Linked DNA regions of Mus musculus: region 1 is linked to region 2. A link is a contact called in public capture Hi-C data. All regions are on one chromosome and are shown on one strand. Each heading gives the region's core, a stretch centred on a gene start, on an enhancer-like site or on the middle of the called end of the contact. The rest is flanking DNA. Distances are from core to core; before and after follow the strand shown.

Evidence for each region. Capture Hi-C pulls out chosen DNA fragments and counts their contacts.
Region 1: a contact with region 2 is called in a capture Hi-C map of embryonic stem cells, with 2.9 times the contacts expected there. The contact joins two enhancer-like sites. A contact is called at or near these places in 2 of 484 Hi-C or Micro-C datasets (muscle stem cells and nephron progenitors), 2 of 115 datasets of contacts at active chromatin or transcription factors (both in embryonic stem cells) and 1 of 9 other capture datasets (embryonic stem cells).

Annotation. Positions count from the first base shown.
Region 1 is chr9:45,765,017-45,770,794 of GRCm38.p6, forward strand. Cep164 (centrosomal protein 164) reads right to left here. Exons shown (of 30, transcript NM_001081373.3): 27 at 5,679-5,778; 28 at 4,393-4,459; 29 at 3,505-3,627; 30 at 1,930-3,347. The coding sequence ends at 3,242. Among named protein-coding and RNA genes, the nearest start is that of Cep164, 61 kb to the right of the region's middle. Within about 2 kb of position 3,640, at least 19 of the 459 cell types and tissues checked have an H3K27ac peak or open chromatin away from gene starts, as enhancers often do. A contact at or near this core is called in embryonic stem cells, where this site is marked.
Region 2 is chr9:45,345,996-45,352,003 of GRCm38.p6, forward strand. It overlaps Tmprss13 (transmembrane protease, serine 13), which reads left to right. Exons shown (of 13, transcript NM_001013373.2): 13 at 1-1,586. The coding sequence ends at 23. Among named protein-coding and RNA genes, the nearest start is that of Fxyd6, 21 kb to the right of the region's middle. Within about 2 kb of position 3,821, at least 12 of the 459 cell types and tissues checked have an H3K27ac peak or open chromatin away from gene starts, as enhancers often do. A contact at or near this core is called in embryonic stem cells, where this site is marked.

The sequences.
Region 1 (5,778 bases), core at 2,390-4,889, 420 kb after region 2:
AAGCACAGCTAGAGAGAACCACGTATGAACCAGAAAGTCCCTCACCAGAAACAGAAGCTGCTGGAACTTGGAGCTTGTGAGGATAACTTGGGCTGTTTAGAATCCTAGCTTGTAGTATTTGGTAGGTGTGATGGTTATTCTTGGTTGTCAATTTGACTAAATCTGGAGTTAAATGGAATCCAGAGATAAAGGGCCTGTGAGGTGTGTTTGAAGTGGGCGGATCACATTCCGTCCAGACCTCTGAGGTAGGAAGACAATGCCTTTGGTAGTTCTTTTTTTGTTTTTGCTTTTTGAGACATGGTTTCTCTGAGTAGCTCAGCTGTCCTGGAATTCATTCTGTAGACCAGGCTGGCCTGAAACTCAGAGATCCTCCTGCCTCTGCCTCCCAAGTGCTGGAATTAAAGGTGTGCCTGGTTTTTGATCCAGCTCTTGAGACAGAAAGATACTCCTTTAATCTAGGCCAAACCTGCTGACGCCGAACCTTCTGCATGGAAGCCTTTGCTCTTTGCCTGCTTGCTCCCGCCTTGCAGCATCACTGGCATCAGAGCCCACTTCTTCGGGATTCCAGTGTCTACCGAGAGCAGCTGAGACACACTACTGAGACACACTCCATATACTCTATGCCACTGAAGGGCACCCCCCACCTTTTAGTGTACTTTTTACAGTAGCCCGGATCTCGTAATCCCTTACAGCTCACCCGAGAGGTGTATATATATATATATATATATATATATATATATATATATAGAGAGAGAGAGAGAGAGAGGCAGAGTTTCACTATGTAGTCCTTGCCGGCCTGAACCTCACTATGTAGACCAGGATAGTCTCATACTCAGAGCTCCACCTGCCTCTGCCTCCTGGGTGCTAGGATTAAATAGGCATGCCACCATGCTTGGCCAAAAACCAGCCCCATTTTCCTTTTTTTTTTTTTTTTTTTTTTTTTTTTTTTGGCTACACTGTGGACTGATCCAGGGCCATATGCATGCTAAGCAAGTAAATTCTGTAATAATGCGTCCCCGGTCCCCAAATTCCAACCCTAGCCCAGGAAGGTTTTGCTATCCCAATTAGAAAACTACTAGTTGCCGGGGACTGTGCTGTGAGCCTGGAGGAGACAGCTGCTGACAATGGGGTGGCTGCACGCAATGGAATTCAAGTTTCAGGAACAGACTCCATCTAGTTCAAATGCTAGTTATTAGCTCTGTGACCTTGACCTCGCTGAGCTTAGACTTTACTTTCTCATCTCTAAAATACCCTAAGGTTAAGATTACAAACAAGAGCATAAGAAAACCACAGCGTGTGGAGGCATGCAACAGATGTTGGCTCACTGCCTCCCCCATCTCCTTGTTCCTTCCTAGGAAGTAGCTAGGACACTAGGCTGAGTTTCCTATACAGATTCCTGAAATATGCTGTGTGGGTTGGTTCTGGTTCTCCGAGCTAGTCCCTTGCCACAAGCTTAGGAATGTACGGAGACTGTTCACCCAGGGGAGCAGGAGAAAAGCCACTTAACCTTGCCAGCTATAGACTGGGGTGCAGGACATGGCATCGTTTACACGGGAAGAAAAAAACCTAGTCTTTGGGGAAATTGCTCGGTGGGTCTCCAGCCTTGCAAGTGGAAAACAGAGAAGTAGGAGACTATAAATGGGAGTGAGCTCTCTGAGGACTGGTGGCAAGAGGAGAGCTGAGGCAGCTTTGGGGAGGGCTCTACATTTTACTAAGGATTGCTAGGCACCTAGATATCTTTGAGCCTTGCTTTTCTGTCACCCATAAAAATGGAGCAGCCCACACCTGCCCCCAACTCCACCCTGTTGGGATAACTAAATCAGATACCCAGGGAGGTATTCCCTGAAGACCCATTGACCCCCACCTTCCTGTCCCTCGGGAAGAAGAACACAAGGCTTCCAAAGAGACCAGCACACTCACAGGACTGCCTCATAGAAAATTGACTTACAGAGATTTAATAGGTGCAAAAAAAAAAAAAAATCACAGGATTGTCACCAGAATTGGTTGTACCACATGAGCGGTTCTCAAGGCACACAGAGTGGAAGAAGTAACAAAACGGACTTTATCTGTGTGTGGTCAGCCGATGACTAAAAAATATCTAAAGGGTAAAAAGCCAACTGGCTGCTCGAGGTTTATTCCACAGCAAAGAAACGAACAATAAATCGGTGAGACCCTGTGGGCTGCGGGGGTAGAGGCAGCCCGCAGCTTCTCAAGACAAGAAAAATGAGGGCATTTTGTTTAAACAAGGAGACAGATGCTGAGAGCATCACCTGCAGCTCCTGCAGAGCCCGCTGAGGGGAAGTTGGGCCGAGGAGGCTTGAGCCAGAAGCACTAGCCAGAAGCACCTGACCCAAGATGGTCCCTGCTGGTGCCAGGCTGGAATCAGTTCCATCCACTGAGCTCTGGACAGAGTTGCTAGTTGGACTGGGCTAGGGGCGGCCCAGATAGAAGGACAGATGGAAATAGGGCTCATAGACACACTCGAGTTAAAGAAGAGAAATATCAAGATGGGGCAGAAGGCATTCCCCTCTTTCCCTATGGCTTTTTTGGCTTCCTGGAAAGATAGGTGCTTGAAACCTGAGGGCAAGGAAGAGCTCCACAGAGCACCCTAAGGGGGGAGAGGGCTGCTCCTGAGAATCGTGAGGAAATCACGGTGCCAGCCGAGGGGAAGGAGACAGAACATCCCTCGGGGCCCCTCTAGCAACATCCAGCCGGGCTCAGGCAGCTGAGCCCAAACTTGTGACAGTCAGAAGACATTTACAAAGAAAAAAAAAGGCAAAAAGAGAGGGACGGGTATGATCCTGTCGGGGCTGAGGTATCCGAAAGGGGCACAGACCCAGCACAGCCAAAGTGCCAGGGCATGCCATGCTAGGAGGCCATGTGAATAAAGGACCACATCCTCAGCAGGGGGCCAACCTCCAAGGAGGATCCCTAAGCCTCCCATAGCAGTCGCTTTAACTAAGGTGTCCACACCCCTGAAGTCTTCAGCAGCCCACATCTCAGTGCCACTTTGGTGCAGAAGCTCGCATATGTCCACATGTTTCTGCTCAGGACAGTCCATGGTTGAAGCGTGCGTGGCCGTCTACAGCCGTACTCTCCACCTATCTAACCCGGTGGTTCCTCTAAGTCCTCGGTGGGGTTCACAACGGAGGACATGCTTGATGAGAGAAATAAAATGTTGGCGGCTCCTCAGGCACTTGTAATAGAGGAGGAGGCCGCCCTGCCCCGCCCCACACGGGGTTCAGTAATGAAACACATTCAGTCTGTTGTTCTCGTCCAGGCCCAGCTGCAGGAGGTTCGATAAGTTCGATGTGGTTGTTGCTTTGGGCGCCGAGGAGAAAAGCTGTCTGGTCACAAAGTGAAGGAAAACTGGACGGCTGAGAGAAAGGGTCTACGGTCCAAAGGGGTATTCTCCGACACCACCGAGGCCGGTGGTGGAGAGCAGGCCAGTCAAGTTGCTATCACCGGGAGGGACTAAAGCTTGGGGACCAGCTAAAAGGATACACCTTGGGGTCGTTCCGGAAATGTTCCAGCCACTTCCGGTTGGAATCGATCAAGCTCTGAATGCTGACACCATCCGTCCTGGGGACTCGAGGGTGGGAGCGCTGCAGGAAGTGGAGCTGCTCACTGGAAAAGGGAGGAGAGCAGGCAGGAAGCTGGCGGCACGCCCGAACGGAGCCCCGCCTCTCTGCGACCCTCTCTCACCTCTGTAAGGCCTCCAGCAATCAAAGGGCCTTCTCTGGTAATGCGGAGGGGCATCAGTTCCCCAAAAGGAAGGTCTTGGCTGCCCTCCACCCCCTTCCTGAGCATCTCATGCAAAGTTTACTCTGGACCTTCGCATCTGTCCATCCTCGGCCGTTCTCATCAGCAAAGAGCTCCCTCTGTCCACCCAGATACTTACACAGCAGCAGCTCTCGGGCTGGCCCAGAGAGCAGAGATAAATTTGTGGGGGTTTACAGTTAGGGCTGAGGTGGCGAGAACAAGATATTTGCCAGAGAGTGAGATGAACAGGAAATGGATAACAGGACCAAATAATCGCTTGCCATAGGAATCAAAGAGTTCAGTGGCAAAGCCGGGTCAGACTCCAGGGCTGGTGGGGCCACGGGATGAGCTGGGCTTCACCTCAGTCTCTCCCCCGATGGGCAACACCTGCAGAGCCCACACACCCTGCCTCACATCCACTGAACCTTGGCAGCGGCGATCTGACTGTTTACTTGCCGTGGTGGAGTTTCTCAGAAAAGGCAAGATGTAGGTGTCTCTGGGCTGGGGACCTGTCTGGGCTCCAGGCCAACAGGATCATGAGGTTTGTTCCCATCTGTCCATGGTGCCATTGGCCCAGGGGGGTACAGTAAAGATCTAAACTGTGAGGCCACACCCAGCGCAGAGACTTACCTTACAGACACATAACCCAGCTTGTTCTCCGGTGGGGGAGGAGAGCCACTGAGCAACGGGATGCCAGCTGGAACAGCAAGAAGATGGGGTCTAAGGGCAGCCCCAGCCCCAGCAGGCCACCTCCACATTCACTACCAGTGCCCCTGCATTCCCAGAAAAGGATGTCCCCAGAACAAACAATGGCAGGGAATGTTGCCATGCTGGAGGTGAGAGACAGGTGACAGACAAGAACTGTCCTGTTTACTTTGATTCTAAAAATTTCGTTTTCAATTTGGGCTGAGCCGAAAGACTTTTTTGTTTTTTACATTTTTTTTCCCTCAAATGGTTGCCTTTCTGACTTATGTTACTCGACAAGGCAAAACTAGGTCCCAGAGCAGAAGCCAGGGCCACGGGGTCATAAGCACAGGGTCAAAACTTGGTATATGACTCACTCATTCGAAGGGTACTCTGGAGTTTACTACTAACCCTCAGAGTCTCAGCTTACTCAGCTATAAAATGGGAACTGTACTGACTGGTTTTGTGTGTCAATTTGACACAAGCTGGAGTTATCACAGAAAAAGGAGCCTGAGCCTCACTTGAGGAAATGCCTCCATGAGATCCAGCTGTAAGGCATTTTCTCAACTAGTGATCAATGAGGGGAGGGCCCCTTGTGGGCAGTGCCATCCCTGGGCTGGTAGTCTTGGGTTCTATAAGACAGCAAGCTGAGCAAGAGAGGGGAAGCAAGCCAGTAAGTAGCACCCCTCCATGGCCTCTGCATCAGCTCCTGCCTCCTGACCTGCTTGAATTCCAGTCTTGCCTTCCTCCTTTGGTGATGAACAGCAGTGTGGAAAGTGTAAGCTGAATAAACCCTTTCCTCCCCAACTTGCTTCTTGATCATGTTTTGTGAAGGAATAGAAACCCTGACTAAGACACTGGGATAAATAACTACTACCTGAGAACTATAACATAGACTAAATGAAGGTGTGTGTGTGTGTGTGTGTGTGTGTGTGTGTGTGTGTAAATGCCATAGTGTACTGTACTAATGGCAGACAATAGGACAACAATAGTAACTTTTTAAAATTCTGCCAAGCTCTAGCATTGATAATAACAGCTCCAAGCAGTGCAGGCTCAGTGTAAAGCTTCCCCGCACAGAGCCTCTAGCTGGAGAGCGACCGGCAAAGGTCTTCCTTCCCCAGGCCCCCACAGACAGAGCCAATGGACCAAAGATGATGGCAAAGATAAGGGGTAGGCAAAAGAAAAAGAAAGGACATGGGACAAAGGGAAGAGATGTGGAGGTAGGGACCTACAGGGAAAATACTTGCGCCACTTCTCCAGCAGGAAATCATCCACAGTTTGAGAGGAGGAGGAAGAGGTCAGCTTGGTGCCCTGCCCTGGGTCCCAGGCCCA
Region 2 (6,008 bases), core at 2,571-5,070:
AGGTACGATTCCGGAAATCTTAACCATGTCCTCCTCACGTTGCTGACTGCTATGAAGATCCTGGGCACAGGGATGGGCCATTTGCAGCATCTGGACCAGTGACCACCAGGCACCTTTGTTTCTTCCACCTCTGCTGTCTGCTGTCTCTGGGAGAGTGTGTATGTGGTGTGTATGTGTTTGCATCGTGTGTGTGTGTGTGTGTGTGTGTGTGTGTGTGTGTGTGTGTGTGTGGTGTGGTATGTTACTATTATAAATTCTTCAGAAAACAGGAAAACTCAGCTCTTCTCAGAATCCCAGGCTGGAGATCTGGAGTTAAGAGTTTGGGCACCAGGTGTGTTCCTACGAGTCCATAAGTGTGAAGGTGGAGCCAAAAATGAGCCTGGGCAGGACTTGGAACATGACAACAGCAGTTGTCGCTCTTCTGACTCTGACTTGAAGGCCAGCCAGGATTGGTCAGACACCCAACAGCCAGTAACACCATTGCTGTGCTGGGACAGCAGCAAGTTTTGTCAGGGGCTGTCTTGTCGGTGCCCGGACCATCTGTCCTCCGTGGAAAACCTTTACCATCTGTGAGCAAGCATCCGGCCCTCTCTGTCACTTGCAGCTGCTGTGGGCTCCAGAGCTGGGCTCTGCTGTAGCTGCCCATCTCTAGGTAATGACTGTGACTCAGGCTTGCTGTGCCTTTGGTCACAAGCTGTTGGGATGAATTTTATTTTTATATTTAAAATATAGAAATAGATGTAACTTTAAGGCGTCTCCAAAAATCCTAGGGACCTTGGGAGGTTTTTTTTTTTTTTTTTTTTTTTTTTACATGAATTACTTCATGAACTCCAAGGGACCCATGGGAGTTGCAGCATCCTATAATATATTATACCACTGAAGCATCCTGTGATATATTACTGGCTTCATGAAATCAGGTGAAGTGCCTTGATGAAATCCTCAGGACAGACACCTCCAGGTCAGTGGAGAGACTAGGGACCTTTGAAATACTCAGGGAAGAAAACCCTCCTTTGGGTTGACAGAAAAATCCAGTGCATACTGGTCTAGCCTCCAAGGACTATAGCCAGCCAGAAGAAATAAAGATGTGTGTGCTGCCCTGGTTCGCCTCCTGGGACCTCTGAGGAAGTCCACACATACAGCATCGTTTACACCCAAGGGCTGACAATGAAGTCTGCTTCTGTCATCCTTCATCTTTTGACTTTGTACTGACTTAAAAGGCCATGAAGAGAATGCAAGACCTGTCCTCAGAACTTCTAAACAGCCCTTGTGAGTGGCCTCAGTTGGCCATTCTCCTGGTCTTCCCTGGGCCTTTTCTCTTGGTTACCTGTTGTTACTCAGCTCCACTCTCTTCAGCCTTCCTTGGGCCTACCAGACTTCTGTGATACTGAGTCTCGGAGGCAAGTTCAAGGAGATCAGACCAGCTCAGGACAGCTCAGGCAAGCTGGAGGTCACTGGAGTGGTTGGGCAGCATCAGACAGGGCTGAGACACAAGGGAATCTCTTCAAGGCTGGGAAGGAGGCGGGCAGCATCCATGTGTGCAGAAGATCCCAGCAATGAGCTTCCATAATAAAATCGTGTGGCACAAAGAAGTTGTTGGGTGCTTCATTGATGACGTAGGTAGAAACATCAAGATGGCCTGCACTCTGCCCCAGTGCCCAGGCATCTTGGACATGATTCTTCTTGACTTTCTCATCTTTGGCTTCTGCTCACCCATTTGCACATCTGTTCTTTGATTCCTTCCCCAATGAGAGCAGAGCTCAGTGGTGCCAGGTACTGATGCTAAGTCCAGACAATCCACAAGCAGTACAGCACTCTCTAGTCTTTGTGATGGAAGGGATGCTTAAGTGTGGGTACCACACTTGGAACATGGACATATGAGCCACCGGCCTCATCCAGAGAGGAGAAGTTTGAAGTGAGTTTTAAAGAGGAAGTGAACATTCCTAAAGTAGATGTGGCATGGGGCAGGCACTCTAGGGTCAGACGTTTCCCCTCGTCCTCTGCCTCTGCCTTTGTTATCTCAGCAAGAAGGGTGCTTATAAGCCCCAGTGATGACCTAGTTCTTTACAAGAGGGATGCGTCGGTGGCCTTTTCTACAAGATCTACTCCTCCATGCTTCTCCCTAACTTTTGCTGTTGTTTATTTTTCGAGACAGGGTTTCTCCCTGTAGCCCTGGCTGTCCTGGAACTAGCTCTGTAGACCAGGCTGGCCTTGAACTCAGTGATCGATCTGTCTCTGCTGGGATTAATGGTGTTCACCACTGCTGAACCAGCATTACTACACTAGCTGTAACAGATATGTCTCCACTAATGGCTGTCCAGCACCACTGCCACATTTGAGCATCCCTGTTGCCACAGCCAGCATTTTCCAGGTCTGCATGTGCCTGGCCGATGCTACATCTATGTCATTTGCATCTCTCATCGATGCCCAGGTGATCCTTCCTCTGACTCTTTTCTTGCTTCATCTGCTCAAGAAGGCATAAGGATGGCAGGGGCTGTGGCTACTGGATTCCTTTTTTTTTTTTTTTTTTTTTTTTTCCATAAGCAAAGTGTGCGTATCTCTCCAATGGAGTGTGGTTCTCATCCATTAAAAGGTCCCTGGGGTGCTCCCTCAGCTGGAGGCTTTCTCTCACGTGGGCTTTCCAGGACCTAGGTCTTTCCATTGTGTGACTGTCACGGCCCTCTTGTCTGCTTTTGGTGCAAAGGAAACCAGGTAGAAGACACACCCATTTCTTAACTGCCTGGCTCAGAGGCGATCCCTGTGAGCCTACCACAGTGTCGCTGAGAGGCCTTGGGGCCAGGAATGACAGCCTTTGAGGCAGTACATACTCACTTTAGAGGACAGCTACACATATCTCCGTTCACTTTAAGAAAAGCCAAAACTGGGGCTGAGTAACAAGACTTTGGCCACTACTGTGCATCTTTCTCCACATAACCAACTCTTTGCAGGGTATGTCGGACTTCAGATTGTAAGCTGATAGGCAAGTAGGGAAAGGCATGGGGATCGTACAGGAAAAAATAATCAAGCACCACAAAGGAAACAGAAAATATATTTCTTCAGCCCAGGACACCCATAGAGGCTAAAAATCTTACATAAAAGAGGTGGCGGGGGCTGGGCAGTGGTGGCGCATGCCTTTAATCCCAGAACTTGGGAGGCAGAAGCAGGTGGATTTCTGAGTTCGAGGCCAGCCTGGTCAGTTTCTGAGGAGTTTCTCAGGGATGCAAATGAGAGCCCCGGGAACTGCAGGGAACAGGGTTGGTGAACTCTGTGGAGAGGAGCCACTTGCAGCTTGGCTGGGGATCTGGCTGCCTCTGGGGTTTGATTAGCTTCCCGGGGGCCATTGTTTCTCATAATTGCTCTCCTTTGTTCTGATGCAATTGGGAGAACTGGAGGAGATGCACGAATGCTCCCAGCAATGACAATGAGGAGGACAGGGACAGCAATTCAGTATCTGCCTGTGTCAGACACTGAGCAAAGCACCTGACATCCATTATTCCTGTAAACCTGTAATCCCACAAAGCACGTGGTAACCATTCCAGCTTTGTAAACAAGGAAACAAGGAAGTGCACCTCCCAAAACACAGGCTCTCAAGGGCCAGAGCTGCACTGTGAATCTGTGGCTGTGGAAGCTTTCCCCCTACACTCCGCACCTAGCCTACTCCCAACCCCAGGTGAAGCCCCTCTAACCTGAGACCTCAGTAGGGCCTGGCTCTGTGTATCTTTCCAGGATAGGAGGAAGGGAAAAACACCCCAGGGACAGCTGGGTGGAAACCCTTGGACGTGATGAGAAGCTTAGACTTGGCAATTTCCAGAACCTTGGAGAAGGGCATCCAGAGTCAGAAGAGGCCCTGCTCCCAAGTGCACGGTGTCTAAGAAGCCCTGTCACACTACAACAAGCTGTCATTCAGTCTTTGTCTTCTTGATCTGGGTCAAGGTCTGTAAAAGGCACATACCATTCATTCTCTATTTCCTCTGCAAGGGACCTCACCTCCTGTCATTTGGAAAAACTGTGGCTCAGCCCAGGAAGTAAACAACATCCTGGTCTTGCCGCACAGCTGCCCAGAAACCTAGGAGGGCCATGTACAGATAGATGATCAGTCCTGGACCACCCAGGAACAAAGCTTTGTTTAAAACAGGCCTCCCAGAAAGATAAAGGTCTGGCCTGGTCTTTGATCCTCGACAGCTCAACTCCTCCGAATAGGAGACGGAGTGTAGACATCACAGGATGCCTTCCCTACACAATCCAGAGTCTCCAAGAGTCAGCCACACCTGTGCTTTCTAATTACACTGTTGTAGAGGTTGGACCCAGAGTACCTGGAGATGCAAATTCCAGCTTCACCACTTGCTTAACTATGTGATCCCAGCAAGCCAATCCCTCTATTTCCTCATAAGCAAAGTGTGTGTATCTCTCCTGCGTGCTGTAGAATTAAATGGGATGGTAGACAAAAACAAGAGACACAAAGAGACTATCTAGTTCGTTTGTCACTATATCCCTTCAGCAAACAAAGAAGAGTGGTCATGTGACCCAATCTTTAAGTTCTAGTAAACTTACCATTTCTCTGTATAAGTTTTCTAAGCAGTGAACTGCTCTTTCAGGAATAGATACTATTACCTAGGGTGGGTGGCTATCCAGCTGGCCATCTCTCTAAGCCACAAAACAGCAAGTGAACTTCACCTGTTCCCTTTGTCACATGGAAGAATTTTCCTCTAGAGCTTAGTGTCTCGACCAATGGCCTCTGACCCGCCAATGGAGTTGGCAAGTTTAGAGCTGTAAGGGTCACATATCCTCAGCTAATTCTCTTCCCACAGCCTTCTGCCCACGAATGCCCATGTTGTTACGTCCAGTGGGCATTTGTAAGTTCTCCTCTCACTGAAGTCTCTGTGGTTCTTCACAGTAGAGTAATCCCTCCTTGACAAAATCACCAACTTCCATGCCACCAACTCTTTCCCTTCCTCCTCGGGGCCTCTGGCTGACCTTTCTTGGTGGTCCATACATTCTGTGATGATGTTGCTGGGAGATGTGCCCACGCTCTCTTCTCTTCTGTGGTACATGATTATGTGGGCTATATCTCTTCTCTTGGTGGCAAAAATAACCCACAGCAGAGAGAGGAAGAGTCTATTTTCACTCATGGTTTTAGGAAGTTTCAGTCCCTTCTGGTGGGGAAGGCGTAGTGGACCAGGATTGCAGAGTGAACCGGGACTGCAGAGTGGCTCGTTACATCTTGGCATTAGACAGGAAGCAGAGGGCACTCTGTTAGGAACCAGCCTTAGCCACTCCTCTGCCCCTGTCTCTGGCAACATCCATTTCCAACCAGATCCATTTCCTCCAGCAAGGCTCCACTTCTGTCTTAGTCACTGTTCTTCCTGTGACCGCATCAGCTCTTACAATAGATTTATTTCAGTTGGCGTTCGGCTTCCGAGGTTTAGTTTATTATCATCATGATGGGGAGCATGGCAGCACACAGGCAGACATGGTGCTGAAGAAGATGAGAGTTCTACATCTGGACCCACAGGCAACAGGAAGAGGAAGCCATGGAGACTGACTCTGGTTTCTGAAACCTCAAAGCCCACACCCCTATGACACACTCCCACCAAGGCCATACCTTCTAATCCTTTCAAATGGTGCTAATCCCTCAGCATTCACGTATAGGAACTATGGGGATCATTCTTATTCAAACCATCACAACCTCCTAAAAGTTCCACAATTGCACTCCAAATTTCCCCAAATAACATTGTTACCTGCAAGCTGGAACCAAATGTTCAAACCTATGAACTGGTAAGGATCATTCCATAGGAAGCCATGTGAGTGAGCGGTACTAATGCTCCATGCTCAATGGTCCACTCATTCTCGTCCTGGGTTTCCAAACTTCTACAGAGCCGGCGGGAATTTGCTTCATCTCGCTAAGGTGGAAGGAAAGTCACAGATCTTCTTACATCAGATTTATCTGACTGAGCTGCTTCAGCAGGGCTGAACAATATCTGTTTTCGTGTTCTTCCCTCAGAGCACAGGGC